Linked DNA regions of Mus musculus: all the other regions are linked to region 1. A link is a contact called in public ChIA-PET, Micro-C and promoter capture Hi-C data. All regions are on one chromosome and are shown on one strand. The core of a region is the stretch at or near the end of the contact, and the rest is flanking DNA. Distances in the headings are between cores, read along the strand shown.

Region 1 (2,705 bases), core at 149-2,648:
CCATGTGCCTGATCCAGTGGGGGGTGGGTGGGTGGGTTATGCTGTCAAAAACCAAACTTGACTTTATATAAACAGGAAGAGGCACAGGTGCCAGAGACGGAGTCAGCTTACATTGGAAGTCAGGCTGTGTAGAAGATTAGATTCTGGTCTGGACTAATAAATACCATTGCTTAATCTCTTGGAGTTTGACACTCAAAACCATCATGTGAATATTAATAGATAGCCATAAGAGTCTATACCCTCTGTGTCCTCTGGGCCTGACTCCTCTCTCTTCCCAGCCTTCCCCAAAATGAAAAGCCAGTAGCAAGCCAAACAGGTCTTTCCCCAAAGAAACCCTTTAAAGGAAGAGGGACAAGGACCTTCTGAAAAGGTGGCCTTTGAGTGGTCCTCTGGGTTCTTCTAAGTCCTTCCAGCATTTGAAAGAGTGGCAATGGACACCAGAAAGGAAGAAGTGGGGAGAACCTGGCGAAGAGTCGGGAGGGAGACCCTCGTCCCCCATTGGAGCATTTCCTGCTGCCAGGGAAGCAAGCAAGTCAATAGTACTAGGCAAGAGCGGCAGACACCGCTACACCTGCAAACTCCCTGGAGCCCCCACACTCAAGGCAGTAGACACCCCAGCCCCCACCCCACCAGCATGCCTTAACTCCGGTCTCAGGAGGATTTCCCTGCTGCAGCTCCAACACCTAGCTCCAAAAGGCATCAAAGAAAGCAAGAAACTCACTGCCCGGGTGGCAGGGGTTGGGGAAAATGCACAAGGTTCCCAGGGAACATAGTCTTAAAGCTAAGGGTCCGGAGGAAGACCGGCATCCCAATCATTTGGTGCCACCTTGTCTAAGGCACTTCTCTTCACCTCCTTCAGGATGGGGTGGGGTTAAGAAAGAGGCGAGAGAGAGAAATGACAAAGCTGGGGCTATCTTACCCAAAAGCCCAGTGCCCAGCCATCTCGCCTGAGTATTGCCTCGGTTCCCAGCCCGGGACATGGTCCTGTTCTCTCTGGAGCGCTCCGGGGGCTTGGGATGGAATAGTGGGGACAGCCGGGCTCTCCACCCGAGGTCGTCTGTGGGCCCCGCAGCTGCCAGGGGAGCTCCGAGCCGCGGGTCGGGGCTCCGGAAAGTTAGCCGCGAGAGAGCGAGACGAGGGGGAGACCAAGGAGGGGGAGGCGCGCCCGCCGCCTCTTGGAGCCGGCTGCAGGAGCCGGGGCTGGAAGGGGGAGGAGGAGCCGGAGCTGAAGGGAGGACGCCGGGGCGAGCGGCACTGCGATGCGCCTCTGCTCTGGAAGCGCTCCAGCCGCAGGAGGGGCGGCGTCCCCGTCGGTTTCGCACAGTGCCCGTTGCGCCGTGTATCACGGCCGTAGGGTCCAGCCTGGGCAGCCCTCTTCCTCTCCAGCGGGACGGGAATGCTGCGGCTTGGCACTGCAGGGCCAGCCCGCAGACGCCCGCATCATCCCAAGCGCCGAGCTGCCAATTAGGAGAAGAGTTCACGGGGGAGTAGAGGTGGAGCTTTTAGGTTTGTTGGAAGGCTGTTTTTGTTCCGCTCAGAGAACACGAGTAAGGGCAGCGGCTGCCTCTCCGGGGACCGCCGGGAGGACATCCGCAGCGGGCGCTGCCGCAGCCGGTGGGCGTGTGCCGGCTTGCCCGCTGCGGACGACCGGTACAGCCCTGAACCAACACGCGTCGCCTCCAGCCGCGCCGCTCATTCGCTCTGCGGATGGCTTTTAGGCTGTGGCAAACCTAGTTTCCCCTGCAAAGTCTCCTGCACGCCGCCCACCAACCCATTTCTGCACAGACTCTTTGCTTCTTAGAGGGTTGGCAGGCAGTCACTTGGAGACAGCGTGCTTTGCCCCCAGCGCGGGGAGGCGGGGGTGGGGAGGCAACCGTAAACACCAAGAAGGTCCCCCCTCAAGACCTCTAGTCAACTACTCAAGCTACCCTCCAGGACAAATCCTCCTCACTGTCCGGAGACCAGTTAAACCTTGGAAATACACCCTCCACCTCGCCACACCCTCCACCCATCTTCCAACCCGGAGTTCCTGAAAGGCTTCAGCGCCATAAGAGACCATTGAGGTTGTATACAGAATGTTAACTGTCTGCGGGGAGAACCTTGTTTTCTTTTGCTTCGTTGGTTGTCATGGTAGTTGAACAGCTCTGATGCCCTGTGTTTGCTGCTGGAGAACTCTGAACAAAGCACACAACTTTTCTGGAGAATTCTGCTGTCTGCTGGATGGTGACCCCATGATATTTACCTCCTGATGCAAAATAGCATCATCCTCAATGCTAGGCAACAGGGAGGGCAGCCCTGGGCTCCTAGTTTTAGGGGACCTCATGCTAGCCCATGAGTCCAGGGAACACACCTCCTCTGAGTTCTAAAGGGTTCTGGGGATCCAAGAATCTAGTGTTTCCCCTAGGGGTTGCTGAGTTGGACTCCTCTTGGATAAGTTTGATAAGCAGGTGGGTGGTTCCTGAGTGGAACCCCAGTCGCTGCAGGACCAGTCACAAAAGCAAGATGACTGGGGAAGAGTCTGAAAAGAAATCCCATCTTCTAGGCCACCATGGAAAAGCAGTCAGAGGCCGAGGATGGGAGATAAACTTTACTTAATGATCCTGAGTTGCTGTTCCTGCTGTCATTGCTGTAGTGGTGGTGGTTTTGAGACAGGAGTTCTCTGTGTAGCCCTGTAGGCCAAACTGTCCTGGAACTCAGAGATCGCC
Region 2 (2,705 bases), core at 97-2,596, 900 kb after region 1:
GCAGAGGCAGGTGGATTTCTGAGTTCGAGGCCAGCCTGGTCTACAGAGTGAGTTCCAGGTCAGCCAGGACTACACAGAGAAACCCTGTCTCGAAAAAAAAAAAAAAAAATGACTGATTTGCAACCCAAAGTTGTGGGACTGAATAATTCTGGTGTTCAGAGACTGTTTTCTTTCTTCAAGTACTGGACAAGTTCAACAACCTACCAGCCAAAGGCTTGGTGGCAGAACTGAGTACTTAATGTCACCAAATGGTTTTGGAGCTAAAAAAATATTAGCAAACCAAGGTTGGGTACTTTCTTCTTCTTTGGAAAAGAAGTTCCTATTTTCAAAGTACTTCTAGTGAAGTCTGAAGATTAGGGAAGTGAAGGTGTCCGGGAGCTGAATTTCTGTTCCCTCCATGCAAGTGGCTCACAGCCTCTGTGGGCGGGGCCTCGTGCCGCCAGCGCATTCCGCTGAGCAATAGAATATCTTTAAAGTACATATTCAGTTCCCAGAAAAGGAATTGCTCTTCAGAAAGAAAAAGATCAAAAGGAAGTTACTTGTTTTAAAAAGGTTAAAAAGTCTGGAAGAAGCGCGTGAGACGCGAGTGTCCTTAACCTTAAACCTTTATGTGACTTAGTCTGCAAAAAGCTGCAGCAACTGAATTCCCAACCTTTGAGGGTTATAAATACCAAGGCGATTTTTAATCCCTGCGCTCGGGAGGTAGAGGCATGTGAATCTCTGTGAGTTCAGAGCCACCCTGGTCTACACAGCGAGTTCCAAGGCAGCCAGGGCTACATGGTGAAACAAGATGGTGGAATAGGGATATAGCTCAAGGTGGGGTACTTGTCTAGGATGTGTGAGGTCGTAGGTTCAATTCCAATCACCACAAAAATAAAAACACTAAGGGGAAGAAAACGAACTTTGGCTTTCTTTTTCCATCTTTCCACAAGATGAGGCAGATAACTCGAAGCTCAATATCCACATTTAGAAGACTCCTTCCATCCCTACCCGTCTTAATCCGAGCACAGCCATGACTCAACTCCCGGAGGCAACAAGCCCAGGCCACAACGAACATGGACGGCCAGGCTTCTCTTCTGCCTAGTGCGCAGGTTCTACCTTGGACCCCACCTCTTTCCTTCCATTCCTCTCTTCTCCAGCAGAGGGCGCAGGCACTGAGTTTTCTTTGGGCTCCGCCCCGCCCGTCCCAGTGGGTCAGGGCGGGAGCAGTGGGCGCGGAAACTTGGTCGAGGCTTTCCGGGAGCCGCGGGGCACGCGGGTGCACGCGAGCTCGTGCGCGCGTTGGGGGTCGCCGCGGCGTGCCGTGCTTGCCCGTCTCCGGCGCGCGCCCCCGCGTTGCGCCGGCCGCGCTCGCGCCCGCGCAGGGGCGCGCCTCAGGGCGGGCGCCTCCCTCTCACTCCCTGGGCTGCGAGCGCCGGCGGTGGTTGCCGGAGAGGCCCCTCCTTCTCGCCCGGCTCCATTCCCTCGCTCGCGGCCGAGCGGGCTCCCGACCCTCCGCTGGCCATGGCCGGCAACGTGAAGAAGAGCTCGGGCGCCGGCGGCGGCGGCTCTGGGGGCTCGGGAGCGGGCGGCCTGATCGGGCTCATGAAGGACGCCTTCCAGCCGCACCACCACCACCACCACCTCAGCCCGCACCCTCCCTGCACGGTGGACAAGAAGATGGTGGAGAAGTGCTGGAAGCTCATGGACAAGGTGAGCGGCCTGCGGGCGCGCGCGGCGCCGGGTGGGCGTGGGCGGTGGGGCGCCAGGGAGGGCTGCCGTTGGCAGTTGGGAACGTTGAGGTGTGGGGGAGCCAGACAAAGATGGGGTGGGGGCTGGGGGAGGGCTGGTCACCGCGCCACCCGGGCGGAAGTGCGATGGGGGTGCGGAGCTTGGGGATGTGGGTCGTCGAGTGAGCCCCGGGAGGTGGGCCTGGGGTGCTGGGGGTGGGATGTGTGTTGGATCTGCCGGCTACGGCTCCGGGTTTGGAAGAGGAGTCGCCCTGGGTGAGGGACTTGGGTTCAGGAGGCGGCCCGGCTGACTGCGGTCAGGGTGAGCTTATAGTTTTTTCTCATTAAGATGTAGCACACAGATCAAAGAAAAAGAGGTGGGTTTAAATGGGGGCAGGGAAGGAAGGAACTTCCCTTCTCCGCTAAGGATGGCTTAAGTTTTTGTCTTGCAAAGTGTTGGATGTAATCCATCGCTGCTGCTGAGATAGGCACTGGTTAAACCACAAGTTCTGGTTAGAACCATTATCTTTCGAAAGGTGGACTGACTGAGCGTGCTGAATTAATAGTCTGACTTCTACAGAACTTCCTGCTTGCTCTCGGTGCTTTTCGCTGGGCTGTAGTGTTTGATTTTTGTAACGGGCCTACCTGCTTATTATTTAAGACCCCTTTGATAGCCATTATAAAATCAGGTGCGGGGGTGGGGTTGCCTATGGTTAGCCCTTTAAGTCTGTCAATCAGGAGAATCTTACTTCCTTACAGTTGAGCCTGTATAATGTAGTCTTGTAGTTGGCCCCAGTACTTAAACGTGAATACACAATCTTGTCTTAACATTTTGTTGGAAGTCAGTGCTCTGTTTCCTTAACTCTTACCACAGTTATTATTTTTTTCAACATTCCTACTGCAGATAAATGTGATTAGGAGGCCCCGGCATGTAAGTGAATGGTGTTATTTCCTCCGGAGTAAATTTGGTTTTCTTTGGTTCCTCTCTGGGCCTAG
Region 3 (2,705 bases), core at 95-2,594, 800 kb after region 1:
CAAACGATCCTTTAATAAAATTAGCCCATTAAATCTCCCCACTTAAGGTTCTAAACTTGTAATAGCTGCAAAAGTTCCAGTTCAGAAGCCAGAGGCTCAGTCCAGACAGGGATTCACCGGCTTGTGCTGGTATCTAGGTGTTTGGGTTGTAGTTGAGTCGCTGGGGAAGAGGGGATGGATGGCTAGGCCCGGCTGCCAGTCGCCTGCGGCAGGTATAGAACTCTTGTCCACAGGCCGGTAAGCGTCTCTCTGACCCTTGCCGGGAGGTATTCCTAGAGAAACTGGGTTCACATTACAACCATTTTTGGCCCCGCCACACCACACTGGCCTACGAATGGCGACAGGGTCAACTGGTATGAGGCCAGCAACGGTGACACCGAAGGAAACAATGTGATCCATTTCTCCTCCTCTAAGCCCGGCAATCAAGTCACTTTTCAAAGGTCCAGGCGAGGGCTAAGCACCAAGCTGAAGCAAAGACGCCGGGGCTGTAGCTGCGGAGGGACTAACCTTCAAGCCCACCGCGGCCGGACGTCTGAGCGAGGGGCCGAGACTCCGGGAAGGCGCCGCAGCCTCTCCGCACGGAGCCGTCGTCCACAACCGAGAACGGCGAAGCGATGTCACGAGCTCCGGGATGGGCAGGTGCCGCGGCGCCCGCGTCCTCCGTGGCAGAACCGGAGGCCGTGCGGGGTAAGGGGAAGAGTGGCGCGAGGGCGGGGAGGGGAGAGGAGGGAAAGAGAAAGGATGGGGACGCGGCAAGCCGCCGCAGCCCGAAGTGGCTCAGCTCTTTCTGTGAGGGAGGTGGTGGCCCTTAAAAGGGCCTTTGTGGAGGTGTGGGGAGGGCTGGGCGGCCTCGGCGCGGGCCCCCTCAGTACTCCTGAGAGGCCTGCGAGGCCTTCTTGCCGACCGCCGGCGCCTTGGGCCCCACGGTGGCGCTGCTCTTCTTGGGCAGCAGCACGGCCTGGATGTTGGGCAGGACGCCGCCCTGCGCGATGGTCACGCCGCCCAGCAGCTTGTTGAGCTCCTCGTCGTTGCGGATGGCCAGCTGCAGGTGGCGCGGGATGATGCGCGTCTTCTTGTTGTCGCGGGCCGCGTTGCCCGCCAGCTCCAGGATCTCGGCAGTGAGGTACTCGAGCACCGCTGCCAGGTACACCGGCGCGCCTGCGCCCACGCGCTCGGCGTAGTGGCCTTTCCGCAGCAGCCGGTGTACGCGGCCTACAGGGAACTGAAGGCCGGCGCGTGAAGAGCGCGACTTGGCCTTGGCGCGGGCCTTGCCGCCGGTCTTGCCGCGTCCGGACATAGTGTACGAGGTAGAAGAGCTGCGAACAACGCTGAGAGACCACGAACTACCAACCGCCGCAGTCAACGGTCGCCTGGCCGGCCAAGCCCGGCCTTATAAACTCCCTGGACACGCCCCCGCTTCCTCCTGATTGGTTCCTTTTTTAATACCCACCTCTGGTTGGTTGCAATTAACCCTTCGGTGACGCGCCTTAGCTGAGAGAACGCGCCCAGTGATTGGTCCAATTTGAAAACCTTTTACCCGGGGAAGAAGACAAGGCGGAGTGGCCGCAAGCCGGAGGCTGCTCACCCCTGGAAATGGCCAATCCGTGTAGAGCGCGCGAAATTTAAACGCTACGGCGCGACAACAAAACCTGAAGACTAGAAGGGTGGAGCTTGGAGCTACCTCTACAGTTTCTGGGAAATTTGAGTCGGTCTTTGGTCTTAAAGGAAAAGGGTCTACACTATAAGCAGCGTTCTCCTTCCAGGTTAGAGCACTTCCCACTCCCTCCTCTAATCTGGTAGACGGAGGGTTTATTTGTTCATTATTATTTTTAGGTTTGTTTGTTTGTTTTTCGAGACAGGGTTTCTCTGTGTAGCCCTGGCTGTCCTGGAACTCACTCTGTAGACCAGGCTGGCCTTGAATTCAGAGATCCGCCTGCCTCTGCCTCCCAAGCCTGAGGATTAAAGGCGTGCGCCACCACCATCTGGCTTTTGTTTGTTTGAGACAGGGTTTCTCTGAGTAGCCCTGCCTGTCCTGGAACTCAGAGATCAGCCTGCCTCTGCCTCCCTAGTGCAGATTAAAGGGAGGGAGGGTTTAAAAGAAACGAAATGAAACCTCCTAGGAGTTTAATCCTATGCCAGAAAATGGAGCACTGTGATCTTTTATGCTATCACAAGTTTGTGCTGCGATATTTATTCAACATGTTCTGTCTGGTCTTAGTTTGTGACAGGCCTTTTTTGCAAGAAAGGGTCTGATGGAACAGAGATCGGTATCCTATTGGGAAAGGTACCCGGTCTAACCCTTCCAATCTATCCTAAAATGCCTATATAAAAAATAAATATACCAGACTTGGCATATAGTTCAGTGGTAGAGCAGTTAAGTATAAGGAAGCCCCGGTGTTCACTCCTGAAGCACCACGAAGGTTAAAAAGGACAGAGGGAGGGGATGCTACACTAGAGGAACAAGTAAAAGGCAGTCCTTTATTGTCACCGTTCTGAGCACATGGCCCTGCCTCTACGCTTCCCAATCACAACACTTCATTTGATAGTCAAATGTGAGGTCACCTTGGAGTATGTAGCCCTAACTCTAGCCCTAGCCCAGGTTCTCTCTCAAGGCTCAGGTGAATTCCTTTAGAGTTAGCGCTCTGAAAGCTGAGCTACGAATATTTGCATAATAGAGGCTACAAGCCCACCTGGTGAGGCTGCAG
Region 4 (2,705 bases), core at 124-2,623, 760 kb after region 1:
CTTCATGGATTCACTGCCCAGGTCTACAGACATCACAGCCAATGTGTCTGAAGGGAAGACAGAATGTAGGTTTCTCTGTCAGTTCTCTGCTTCCCACACCCTCCTGCCTTCCTAAGGCAAATCAATGGAAGCAGCCTGCTTTCCATGGCAAAGACAAAGAAAAAGGCTAGATCCAGCAACCCCAAACTCGAGTAGGCACCTTGTGCCCTCTTATCCTTCCATTCTTCTTTAACACCTTAGCCAGGTACATACCGCTCAGTGCCAACAGGTCTGCCAAGAGGACAGCCACCAAGGCCCAACAGAGTAGCCTCCTTGGCCTCTGCCTTCTTACTGTGGCTGCCATTGTGACCCTAATGGGAAAGGAAAAACACTTGTAACTGGATGCTGAATGAAGAAGGAAACAGAACCACATCCCAGAACAGACAAGCTCAAAGATTCTTATCTGTTGCACTTTGGCAAAAAAGCACAGCAGCTCGACCTCTTCTCTTCCTTCCTGAGGAGTTTCAATCATTTTAAACATCCTCCCAAGTGTCTCACATTCGGGCCGAAGCAAAAGGGCCCTCCACCACTTACTTAGACAAATAAGAGTTGACCTTTTTTCGGTCTACGTACAGGTAAGCAATCGGCACACCACAGCACTGTACCTGTCAGACACCTGGAGCTTGGCCAGGACCCTCGAAATCGGCTCAAATACCTCACACCTGGGGTTCCCGGGTGGCCGGGAAAGCCAGGTTGAGCTTGGGCAGGAACTGGAAGGTGATGACGTTGGGGATGGCTGGCACAGAAGGGTTTGTCCCCTTCTCTGAATTCCCTGAGCATTGTCCAGCCCACCCTCCTTGCCCATCCCACTCCTGGGCCACGCTGCCTACGCAGACGTTGTGCAGGCTAAGGTTACAAGCCGGGTGGATGTTCACCTAAACCTCACCTGACGAAGGTGGAAGATCCCACTCCCAGAAATGGATTCAGGCCCACCCTGAGCGCGAGGGGGCAGCTCAGCGCCTGAACTTCAGGACCGAAGGGACCGGTGTCCGTGCGGCCCTCGCTCCGGCTACCGGCCCGCCCCCGAAGCTAGCACGCTGCCTCCCCTAGGAGCCGCGGCCCGACGGCTGCTCCATCCTCACCCCCGCTCCCTCTGGCCTTCAGCTCCTGTGTCCTTCGCTCCGGGATCAAGGCGGCGAGGACGTACCCACACGGCCAGCAGCACGACCCCAACCCCGGGCCCTTCACAACTCCCCTTCGTTTGCAAACTGTTACAGTGGCCACCAACCTCTCAGCGGCGTCTCGCGCACCAGCCGGCCCCGGACGCGGCGCACGCTCATTGGCGCCCCTGCCGCTCGGCCCTGCGCCGCGCACTTAGCACCGCCCACGAGACCCGGCGCGAGACCCCATTGGTCCACGTAGAAGACCCGCCCCTCTGCGGCCCCGCCCCTCGAGGACGCAGCTGGGCCTGAGTACCGGTTGGGACGAAACTGCCAGAGCTGGCTGCGGATTGGGCCACGTCACGGTTCGCGGCCGGGTTACTCCTCGCGGGACTTCTGCCAGCATCGGTGCCGGACGCTTCGATGCGGAACCCTAGCGGAACCCCGCGTGGGAGCAGGTGCTCTCGTGGATTGCGAAGTCCTTGGCCTTCTTCCGGTTACCTGGGGCATCCGCGCGACGGAATCATACTGAGCTGCATTCGCTGCGGCGACGCGGAAGAGGCGCATGCGTGTGCCCTGGACTTGGGCAAGATAACAGGGGACCACTCCAACTTTATGGGTTCATTGAAAAACCTAAGCCACAAGAATGATGTTCGCTGATGGGCCGGAGATAAACCGTGTTTGTGACGGATTGGCTTTAACTCTGAACCCCAATAGTACGAGAGACGATATTGCAAACTAAAAAATAAGACTTTAATTGGCTTGACCTTTGGTACCGTCATTGTTTCTTCTTAGGAATGGTTCAGGGCTGGGAAAATAGCTCAGAGATACAGCTCTTGTCTGGCGTAGTTAAGGCTCTGGATTCCATCAACAACACCGTTCAAAAATTAAGAAAAGAAATGAGTATTCGGGCTGGTGAAATGGCTCAGTGGGTAAGAGCACTGACTGCTCTTCCAAAGGTACGGAGTTCAATTCCCAGCAATCACATGGTGGGTGGCTCACAACCACCCATAATGAGATATGATGCCCTCCCTCTTCTAGTGTGTCTAAAGACAGTGTACTTACATATAATAATAAATAAATCTTTTTTTAAAAAATGAGTATTCATGTGATGTAAAGATTAGGAACGGACTGGTGGTGGTGGCCTTAATCTTAGCACTTGGGAGGCAGAGGCAAGCAGATCTCTACCTGCTTGAGGCCATCCTGGTCTACGGAGCAAGTTCCACAACAAACAACCAAGGCTACCCAGAGAAACTCTGTCTCAAAAACGAAACCAACCAAACACACACACTGCTACCCAGAGAAAAGATTTATAAATAAAAGTAAGTCCCCTGACACAACCTCCCACTCTTATCTGTAGCATGATATGTAACTTCCTGCTCATTATGATACACATATCTCTTTCTAGAAAAGTAACATTTTTCGAACAATAACAAAAAAAGCAATTATTTGCTATTTTTCAACTAAGAATTTTCTGTGTCAGTGGGATTTCCCTCGTTACTACTGTACAACATTGTGTACAACAGTGCATAATGTGGGCTTTATCTGCCAGTGATAGATGTGTAA
Region 5 (2,705 bases), core at 103-2,602, 740 kb after region 1:
TACAGGGATGAGGGAAGAGTGCTTCTACTTGGCGGAGCCCAGTCCCTCGTCTGCCACCCGATCCCACCACCCTCAGGCTCCTAAAATATCCCAACAGCAGCAGGAGCTGGCAGGGAACTCCTAAGGAACCTGCTATGGGTTAGGGGTGGAAGGGTTGTGTAAGAAGAGGTGCTCCCAAGTGCCCACTGGGTGCCCTCCCCCTCAGGCTCATCAGATGCACTCACCTTCCTCAGGATCTTCCCACAGGGGGGCCAGCCCAGCCCCTGTGCCAGACCATTAAGAAACCAAAGAGCAGCAAAGGCTGACACTGTGGAGCTCCATGAGAAGACTACGTTGACCAGACCAACCAGGAGCAGCCCAGAGGAGAAGAGCCAGCGGGCGCTCATCTGATCTGACAGAACCCCGCTCACAAACTTGCTGATGGCGTAGGCTGCCGACTGGCTGCTTGTGATGAGCCCTGCAGCGAAGGGGAGCAGGGAGCAGGACACCTGAGGGGTTAGGGACAGGGCAGAGGCACAGGAGGGGCGGAGGAAGGTAAGGGGTCAGGTGTGTACAGGTGCCTGGCAGGGTGAGACAGGTTCCTTCCCGGATTTGACACTCTCCTGCCTGCTGAGCCGTGCATCACAGGCCCAGGCTGACTTGGACCTTCTCAGCCTCTTGGATTTCTTTCTTTCTTTACCCCTGGAATATGCAGTTCCCACCTCACTCTGAATGCTCGCCAAAAGCCCAAACACGTCTGAATGCGAAGGACTCTAGAGTCAAAGATCTTATTCCCCCTGGCAGGTAGCACGCAGGACACATCAAATCATGGTGCTACTCTCCCAGTGTTCACCGTGACCTGCAGGTGCAGCATGCACGAACAGGTGTGAAAACCTTGCTACCCGCTCCCAGTAGCACCTCCTGGGCACGTGTGGGTGCCAGGCATATACACCGGCTAAGCACTGGTTTCACATGTACACCCACACCCAGGCACATGGAGCTCAGCCTCTCCACCTGATACAAGCTTGAAACCCCCCATGCTTGGACAAACCATACTCCAAATGGTGTATCCCACAGCCCACCACCCTGCCCTTCCATGGCTTACCCAAATCGTCCTTGTCCAGAGCGATCTCATCCACCAAGGAGGGCATGACAAAGGAGAAGGTTTTGCGGTTGAAATAGTACAGGCTGTAGCCTCCAAACATGGCCGCAAATATGACAGTGCGATAGTAGCCGTAGCCTTGGGCTGCCATGGTAGAAAAAGCTGGCCCTGCTGGCCCACTCCAGTACTTCTGACCACAGATTCTTGACTGCTCCTGCTTGCAGCTAGCTCTCTTTAGTGCCTGGATCTGCTGAGCTGTGTTTTTCTGTGCGCTTTCTCTCTCCTCCACCCAGGCTCTTTATAGCCGCCTTCTGGACAATCATTAAGCCTGGGGCAGCAACCAGGGAACCCAGTGTCCTGAGAGAGACAAGAAAACAGGTTACTGAGAGCCAAACCGGGGGAGGAGAGGGTCCCCAGGACTGCTTGCCCTTCCCTCCTTTCCCAAGTCTTCTTGCCTGTGAAGCCAGCTGTGATTAAAGGCTCAGCCTAATTACTTTTGTCTGCACAAGCCCAGGGGAGGCTCGGGTAGGATGAGCAGAGCAAGCTCTCAGTATAGCCCTACTCCCTTGGTCAATGAACTTTCTCATTCTCTCAGGTTCCTTTGCGGTGCCAGGCTGCCGGACATTGTGAAAGGCACTAGATCGGTTCCTACCCCCCAGGTTCATTCAATCAACCACATACCTTAAAAACAACCCCACACCCACTGCTGAGCCTTCACCAAATGCTTAGCACACAATGGAGTACAGTTTCCTAATAGGTATCCCCTTCATTGGGGGATATATTTCTTGAACTCCTCATGGTGGTAGGGAACAGCGCATACACTTTCCTTATACACACAGTGATAAAAGGTAGATACATAAATTAGACCTAGTAAGTAAATAGTAAAACACAATGAGGCACCATAGTAAAAGTTTCTTAAAGCCTATCGTTTATTTCTGGAATTTCCCATTCTCCTTTTTCCACTAAGGCTGGCCTCTGTCACTGAAATGTGCAAGGAACAACAGTAGGTAAGGAGCGAGATAACTGCAGTAGTTGCAAAATTAAACGGGGGGACAAGCCCCTCAGTTCACCCTGCAATGACACGCAGAAGGCGCGCCTAGGGCTTAGGTCTGGATGAGACCCCCTTGGAACTGCCTCTGGATCCCTATTACCCTGCGACATCAGTAGGGGGTCCGTACTGCGGGGCTGTGGGTCCCCGAAGCACGCCACCGCAGCTTTCTGCTCCGCTGCACAGCCGCTGGAGCACAAGGCGTAGGCGAGAGAAGCCGCACGTAGCCTCGGGAGGCCCCTCGCTCTGGCAGCCTAGGCTCTGCCAGTCAGGATGGGCAGGCGGCGCCGCTTGCCACCTGCCGAGCACCCCGTGTCCTCAAGCCACCCGGGACACCCGACTCCTGGCTGGGAACTGCGGGTCCTGGGGACAGGAGCAAGAGAGCTGCGGAGACTGTGCGCTGCAGCCACGAGGGCACCGCATCTGCAAGAGCGCTGTCCCTGGGCCGTGGAACTGTCGCCATCCCGGAAGGGCAGTCACCCGGACAGCCTCCGGCGTAGTCGGAAGTCAGGGGAGCCCCAAGGTCCCAGACTTGCCCTCTAGTCCCGCCCTCACTGACGCCCCTCCTTCGCATGC
Region 6 (2,705 bases), core at 69-2,568, 720 kb after region 1:
GATGCATTGGGAAAGATACAAGAAAAAGATCGTCTCTACCCAGGCAAAAAGCAGCAAGGAACCACATACGAGGCAAGCATAATATAGAATGGGATTGGCGGGGCACTTTCCAGGGTAGTTTTTGATTGGTGGGATTTTATGGTCTGATCTTGGGCAAACTCCTGGATTGGTGGAATTTTGTGACCTGCTCTAGGAGCAAGCTCAGTGATTGGTGGAATTCTGTGGCATGTTTTTAGGGTAAACTCAGTGATTGGTGGAATTCTATAGTCTGATTTTTTTGGGACAAACTCAGGGATTGGTAGGATTTTGAAGCCTAATACAGGATTTTTTTTTCCTTCCTGCCGGGTGGGGCTTGACTACCTGTATATGCAGGCGCTGGAAACCTGGCCACTCAAGGAACTTAATTGTAAAGATGCTGGGTTTTGTTTCACACAAGCCAAGTTCAGGTGGGAAATGAGCATTTGGTAGAGGAGACTGGCAGGAAAATACTATCAAGTAAGCTTAATTGCAGAGACCTTGGGAGCAGACTGCTTTGAGCAACTTTGGAACAAATGGGGAAAAACATATTGGGTCTGACCTGGGCGGCGTATGACATTATTCTTGTAATGGCGATAGAGCATGATTCACTGTAACCATTCAAGTTTTCAGAATTAGATTTCCCAGCCAATGCTCGGAGAAATGACTTACAGAGAATATTCTTGTGCAGAACACCTTTGAAAATTAAGAATATCACAGTCTGCCGGGCAGTGGTGGCACACGCCTTTAACCCCAGCACTTGGGAGGCAGAGCCAGGCGGATTTCTGATTTCGAGGCCAGACTGGTCTACAAAGTGAGCTCCAGGACCCTTCCTCGAAAAACCAAAAAAAAAAAAAGAATATCACAGTGACTTAGACCCCTGCAGGTCTCAGGGAAGCTGGAGGGGCTGCTTAATACACCTCTCTAGCTTTCCTCAGAGGTCCTCATTTCTTCAGGAGTAGATTTTTTTTTTCCCATGTGTAAAATGCCAATAATCTCACACCACAAAGCATCGACGTGAGGATTCGGTGAGGTCATTAGCACAAAGCACGGGGTCACAGTGTGCGCCCTGAAATTACCAGTTCTGCGTTGTTACGCTAAACTGGGTCTTTGTCAACGCCTGAAAGTGTGCGATCTGAGGTCCTAACTGGCGTGCATTCTTTCTCGTTCTTTCACAAGCTGCCGGGTTTTCTGCGGGTGCGTGGGAGGTGGGGGCCCGGAGTGAATATTCCGCGCAGCCGCAGAACGGATTGCAATAGCGCCTACTGCCTCTAGGGGAACCGGGAGCTCCTAGGTCGCCCCGCCCCGTCCGGCCCGGAAGGGTCAGGGGTCAGTGGGTGGTGACGAGCCGCCGCTGTGTGGGTGTTCCCGGGTCCTGGGTCTATGGCGCCACCGCAGCGATGTCCTCTGTGTCGGCAAACTTTCTTCTGTGGTCGCGGTCACGTCTACAGCCACAAGCACCAGCGGCAGTTGAAGGGGGCTCTGGAGCGGCTTCTACCGCAGGTGCGGACCCGGGGCTGGGGAGGCCAGGAATGTGGGCTGGTTTCAGGGTCCTAGCTGGCTTCTGTCCTGCAGGTGGAGGCCGCCCGCCGGGCCGTCCGCGCCGCCCAGGTGGAGCGCTATGTCCCCGAGCACGATCGGTGCTGTTGGTGCCCGTGCTGTGGCTGCGAAGTGCGAAAACACCTGAGCCATGGCAACCTGACAGTGCTACACGGGGGTCTGCTGGAACATCTGGCCAGGTGACAACTGGAAAACACCCACCTCCCCCGTACAGACAGAGAGTTGTACACACGTGTGGCATGGGAAGTTGAAATTGGGGAGAAGGAAGGTCGACTTTGTGACTTAGTTGGGTTATGGACTGAACTACCTGGCCAACCGTGGAGTTTAGTGGATCTTAGCCCTTCCACGGTCCCAGTGGTGTGGGTGATCTTTCTAGAAAAGCCAGGTTGCTCTCCTCTCACCACCACCACACACTTTATTGGAAGAAAGGAGTCCCAAGATAGAGGTCTTGAAGAGGTTGGTATAAACAATCCTCTTCTCTCTGCCAAGCCCACAGAAGCAACCCAATGGCCAATCTGCATTACTTACCTAGTGCTCTGACATTCGGTACAGTTTTACTCTCTTAATGACTAGCTACGATTACTCTTTCTCTCCATTCTCAGCCCAGAGCACAAGAAAGCCACCAACAAATTCTGGTGGGAGAACAAGGCCAATGCCCAGATGAAAGAGAAGTTTCTGATCTCCCCCCAGGATTATGCACGGTGAGTTACGTGTTCGTGAGTTATCCAGGTCTTTGTCAGGCACAAGAGCTTCTTTTTTTTTTTTTTAAAGTGGTTTTTTTTATGCCATTCTTTTTTTTTTTTTTTTTTTTTTTTAGATTTATTTATTTATTTATTTATTATATGTAAGTACACTGTAGCTGTCTTCAGACACTCCAGAAGAGGGAGTCAGATCTCGTTACGGATGGTTGTGAGCCAACATGTGGTTGCTGGGATTTGAACTCCGGACCTTCGGAAGAGCAGTCGGGTGAGCCATCTCACCAGCCCCACGAGAGCTTCTTTAAATTGGGGAGTTCTGAGGGAGTGTGATGGTCCACATATGTAACCCCAGGACTAGGGAAGCAAAGAATGGATCCTTGAGCAGCCAAAGCCAGTTGAGGCTACAGACAGAACCTTATCTCAAAACAAGAA
Region 7 (2,705 bases), core at 129-2,628, 680 kb after region 1:
CCAGCATGGGGGAAAGGACAGAACCCCATCAGCCCTTCAGTGGCCCCCACTTTTCCACTAGGACCTTTCTCTGGGGTTGGGGAAAATGGGTGGTTCCTGGAGCAGACCCTGACGGTCTGAGCTCAGGTCCTATCGAGTTCACCTAGCTGAGACACCCACACCCCTGCAGCCACTTTGCAGTGACAACCTGAGTCTCAGGTTCTGCATCTATAAAAAGCAGTGCCTTTCAGGAGGGCATGCAGAGCCCCCTGGCCAGCGTCTAGAGGAGAGGTGACTGAGTGGGGCCACGTCACTCGTCCATGGCTGGAGAACCTCCATCAGTTCTCCCAGTTAGCCTGGGGCAGGAGAGAACCAGAGGAGCTGTGGCTGCTGATGGTGTTTCTTCCCCAACTGTTGTCCCAGGCATCGAACCCCAGAGCGACCTGCACACAGTCCACCGCTGAGCCACACCCCAGCCCTCCACCTCCTCTGCTCCTGGTTACAGGATTGTTTTTGTCTTGAAGGGTTTTGTTGTTGCTACTTTTTGCTTTGTTTTTGTTTTTGCTTTTTTTTTTTTTTTTTTTTAACATAAGGTTTCTCTTTGTAGCCCTAGCTGTCCTGGAACTCACTCTGTAGACCAGGCTGGCCTCAAACTCAGAAATCCACCTTCCTCCCAAGTGCTGGGATTAAAGGCATTCGCCACCATCGCCCAGCCCCTGGTCTTGTTTCCTAAGGTTTTCCTGCTTTACTCGCTACCCGTTGCACAACCGCTTGCTGTCCAAGTCTGTTTGTATCTACTCCACTGCCCACTAGCCTTGCTGGACTGGACCTGCGTTTACCTGGAAGCCTTCACTAACTTCCCTTGTCTCCACCTTCTGGAGAAATCTGAAGGCTCACACTGATACCCTCCGCTTCTCCCAGAGTCGCAGTTTCTTAGGCCTCAGTTAAATACTAGAATTGGATCTCAGGCTCTGCTATCCCCACCCTACCTAACCAACCCCCTCCTCTCCCATCCTTACTAGCCAAAGCCCTTTCAACCCTTGGGGCTTTTCCTACACCTACACACCAGGGCAATTTTAGAACTCATGGCTCTCCTAGGAAAACGCCTACCTCCTTGGAGACAGCACCCTCTACAGTCCAGGAGGCAGACACTCAGACAGAGGAACTCTGTCCTTCAGTCGCGGGAGTTCCAGAAAGAGCCATACTCCCCTGCAGCTAACTAAGCTGCCAGGACCCAGCCAGAGCATCCCCCTTTAGGCCCGAGGGCCAGCTCCCCAGCCTGAAAAACCTGTCTGGGGCCCCTCCCTGAGGCTACAGTGCCCAAGGGGCAAGTTGGACTGGATTCCCAGCAGCCCCTCCCACTCCGAGACAAAATCAGCTATCCTGGGGCAGGGCCTCATTGGCCCCAGGAAACCCCAGCCTGTCAGCACCTGTTCCAGGATCCAGTTCCCAGCGCAGTATGGCATCCACACTGCCTGTCCAGACCTTGCCCCTGATCCTGATTCTGCTGGCTGTCCTGGCTCCGGGGACTGCAGGTCTCTATTGCTGGTGGGAGCGAGGAGGGTTTCAGAGCGCTAGACAGGGAGCATTGTCTCCCCAGGGCTCTCAAGGACAGAATGTTGGTCTAGCTGGTTGGGGTTGAGAGTTACTAGTGGTAGGGATCAGGTGACAAATTCCTGGGCTTCTTCCAGATCCAGGAGTCAAGAAATTTGGGTAAGTGTCCAAGGTTTGTGTGAGTTGGGCGAGACTGGGGACTGACTGGGTGCCATGGTCTAGTCTGGGTGCCATGGTCTAGTCTGGCTCCCAAACAGCGCGGCGTACCCACCATCTGCAGCTCAAGCCTGCCATCTGGTGGTCAGATCCACACGCTCCTCTTCTGTCTCTGCACCCTTAGCAATGACCACCCACCCACCCCGCCAGCTCTGAGTTAAGAGGGGGCTAACTCCTGAGTTCCCTCTCGGCTCCCTAACAGACTTCAACATCTCAAGCCTCTCTGGTCTGCTGTCTCCGGCGCTAACAGAAAGCCTGTTAATTGCCTTGCCCCCATGTCACCTCACGGGAGGTAATGCCACATTGATGGTCCGGAGAGCCAACGACAGCAAAGGTAGACCTCCCTTGTACCCATTTATTCTACTCGTCGTAACCCCTCTTAACGATACCCAAGAGCTGCCCGTTCTACAAGAGTGGACTGCTAGAAATCTGATCTTGCCTTTCACTCCTATTTCCCCTCAGTGGTTAAGTCAGACTTTGTGGTGCCTCCATGTCGCGGGCGCAGGGAGCTTGTGAGCGTGGTGGACAGTGGGTCTGGCTACACCGTCACAAGGCTCAGCGCATATCAGGTGACAAACCTAACACCAGGAACCAAATACTAGTAGGTACCGATGGACACCTGTGGAGGTGGGATGCAAAAAAGGGAAGTGGAGGTCCCGTGAGGGTGGGGAAGTGCCAGGAAGCATGAGTTAGAGAGGGCACAGCTAAAGGGTAGGAAATGTGAACCTGGACCCCAGGAGGGCCCAGATGGGACACATAGCTAGAAGGTGGAGGCTGGAACCCCTCCTCCCGAGTGCCAGATACGTACAATCTCTGCTTTCTCTCAACTCCTGCCTCTAAAGCATATCCTACCGAGTACAGAAGGGGACATCCACCGAGTCCAGTCCAGAGACTCCCATGTCCACGCTTCCTCGTAAGTAAAATGCCCGTCTCTCACACTTCCCTAAGCTCCGACT

Evidence for each region. Promoter capture Hi-C pulls out the DNA fragments that hold promoters and counts their contacts. Hi-C and Micro-C count contacts between places; a contact is called where the count stands out from the background. ChIA-PET counts read pairs in DNA pulled down with a chosen protein or histone mark.
Region 2: a contact with region 1 is called in an RNA polymerase II ChIA-PET map of memory CD8 T cells, with 8 read pairs. The contact joins the promoter of Cbl here to the promoter of Scn4b in region 1.
Region 3: a contact with region 1 is called in an RNA polymerase II ChIA-PET map of memory CD8 T cells, with 12 read pairs. The contact joins the promoter of H2ax here to the promoter of Scn4b in region 1. A contact is called at or near these places in 1 of 39 promoter capture datasets (pre-B cells) and 1 of 115 datasets of contacts at active chromatin or transcription factors (memory CD8 T cells).
Region 4: a contact with region 1 is called in an RNA polymerase II ChIA-PET map of memory CD8 T cells, with 5 read pairs. The contact joins the promoter of Hyou1 here to the promoter of Scn4b in region 1. A contact is called at or near these places in 1 of 39 promoter capture datasets (pre-B cells) and 1 of 115 datasets of contacts at active chromatin or transcription factors (memory CD8 T cells).
Region 5: a promoter capture Hi-C map of pre-B cells shows a contact between it and region 1, with 3 times the contacts expected there. The contact joins the promoter of Slc37a4 here to the promoter of Scn4b in region 1. A contact is called at or near these places in 2 of 39 promoter capture datasets (hippocampal neurons and pre-B cells).
Region 6: a contact with region 1 is called in a promoter capture Hi-C map of pre-B cells, with 4 times the contacts expected there. The contact joins the promoter of Ccdc84 here to the promoter of Scn4b in region 1. A contact is called at or near these places in 2 of 39 promoter capture datasets (hippocampal neurons and pre-B cells).
Region 7: a Micro-C map of embryonic stem cells shows a contact between it and region 1, with 4 times the contacts expected there. The contact joins the promoter of Upk2 here to the promoter of Scn4b in region 1. A contact is called at or near these places in 5 of 39 promoter capture datasets (embryonic stem cells, liver, pre-B cells and 1 more), 2 of 15 datasets of contacts at CTCF or cohesin (embryonic stem cells and stem cell-derived epiblast-like cells), 9 of 484 Hi-C or Micro-C datasets (the HL-1 cell line, the N1E-115 cell line, cerebellum and 4 more) and 1 of 115 datasets of contacts at active chromatin or transcription factors (stem cell-derived neural progenitor cells).

The regions. Positions count from the first base shown.
Region 1 is chr9:45,137,317-45,140,021 of GRCm38.p6, reverse strand. Scn4b (sodium channel, type IV, beta) reads right to left here and starts at 1,398. Exons shown (of 5, transcript NM_001013390.3): 1 at 920-1,398. The coding sequence starts at 980.
Region 2 is chr9:44,232,687-44,235,391 of GRCm38.p6, reverse strand. Cbl (Casitas B-lineage lymphoma) reads left to right here and starts at 1,346. Exons shown (of 16, transcript NM_007619.2): 1 at 1,346-1,692. The coding sequence starts at 1,504.
Region 3 is chr9:44,333,354-44,336,058 of GRCm38.p6, reverse strand. It overlaps H2ax (H2A.X variant histone), which reads right to left and starts at 1,344. Exons shown (of 1, transcript NM_010436.2): 1 at 1-1,344. The coding sequence starts at 1,297. The coding sequence ends at 866. Dpagt1 (dolichyl-phosphate (UDP-N-acetylglucosamine) acetylglucosaminephosphotransferase 1 (GlcNAc-1-P transferase)) reads right to left here. Exons shown (of 9, transcript NM_007875.3): 9 at 2,164-2,705.
Region 4 is chr9:44,378,158-44,380,862 of GRCm38.p6, reverse strand. It overlaps Hyou1 (hypoxia up-regulated 1), which reads right to left and starts at 1,373. Exons shown (of 26, transcript NM_021395.4): 1 at 1,268-1,373; 2 at 253-350; 3 at 1-47. The coding sequence starts at 343.
Region 5 is chr9:44,397,001-44,399,705 of GRCm38.p6, reverse strand. Slc37a4 (solute carrier family 37 (glucose-6-phosphate transporter), member 4) reads right to left here and starts at 1,352. Exons shown (of 8, transcript NM_008063.3): 1 at 1,085-1,352; 2 at 225-457. The coding sequence starts at 1,232.
Region 6 is chr9:44,416,682-44,419,386 of GRCm38.p6, reverse strand. Ccdc84 (coiled-coil domain containing 84) reads left to right here and starts at 1,318. Exons shown (of 11, transcript NM_201372.4): 1 at 1,318-1,518; 2 at 1,591-1,754; 3 at 2,178-2,276. The coding sequence starts at 1,399.
Region 7 is chr9:44,453,440-44,456,144 of GRCm38.p6, reverse strand. It overlaps Upk2 (uroplakin 2), which reads left to right and starts at 1,378. Exons shown (of 5, transcript NM_009476.2): 1 at 1,378-1,514; 2 at 1,952-2,083; 3 at 2,212-2,350; 4 at 2,592-2,662. The coding sequence starts at 1,439.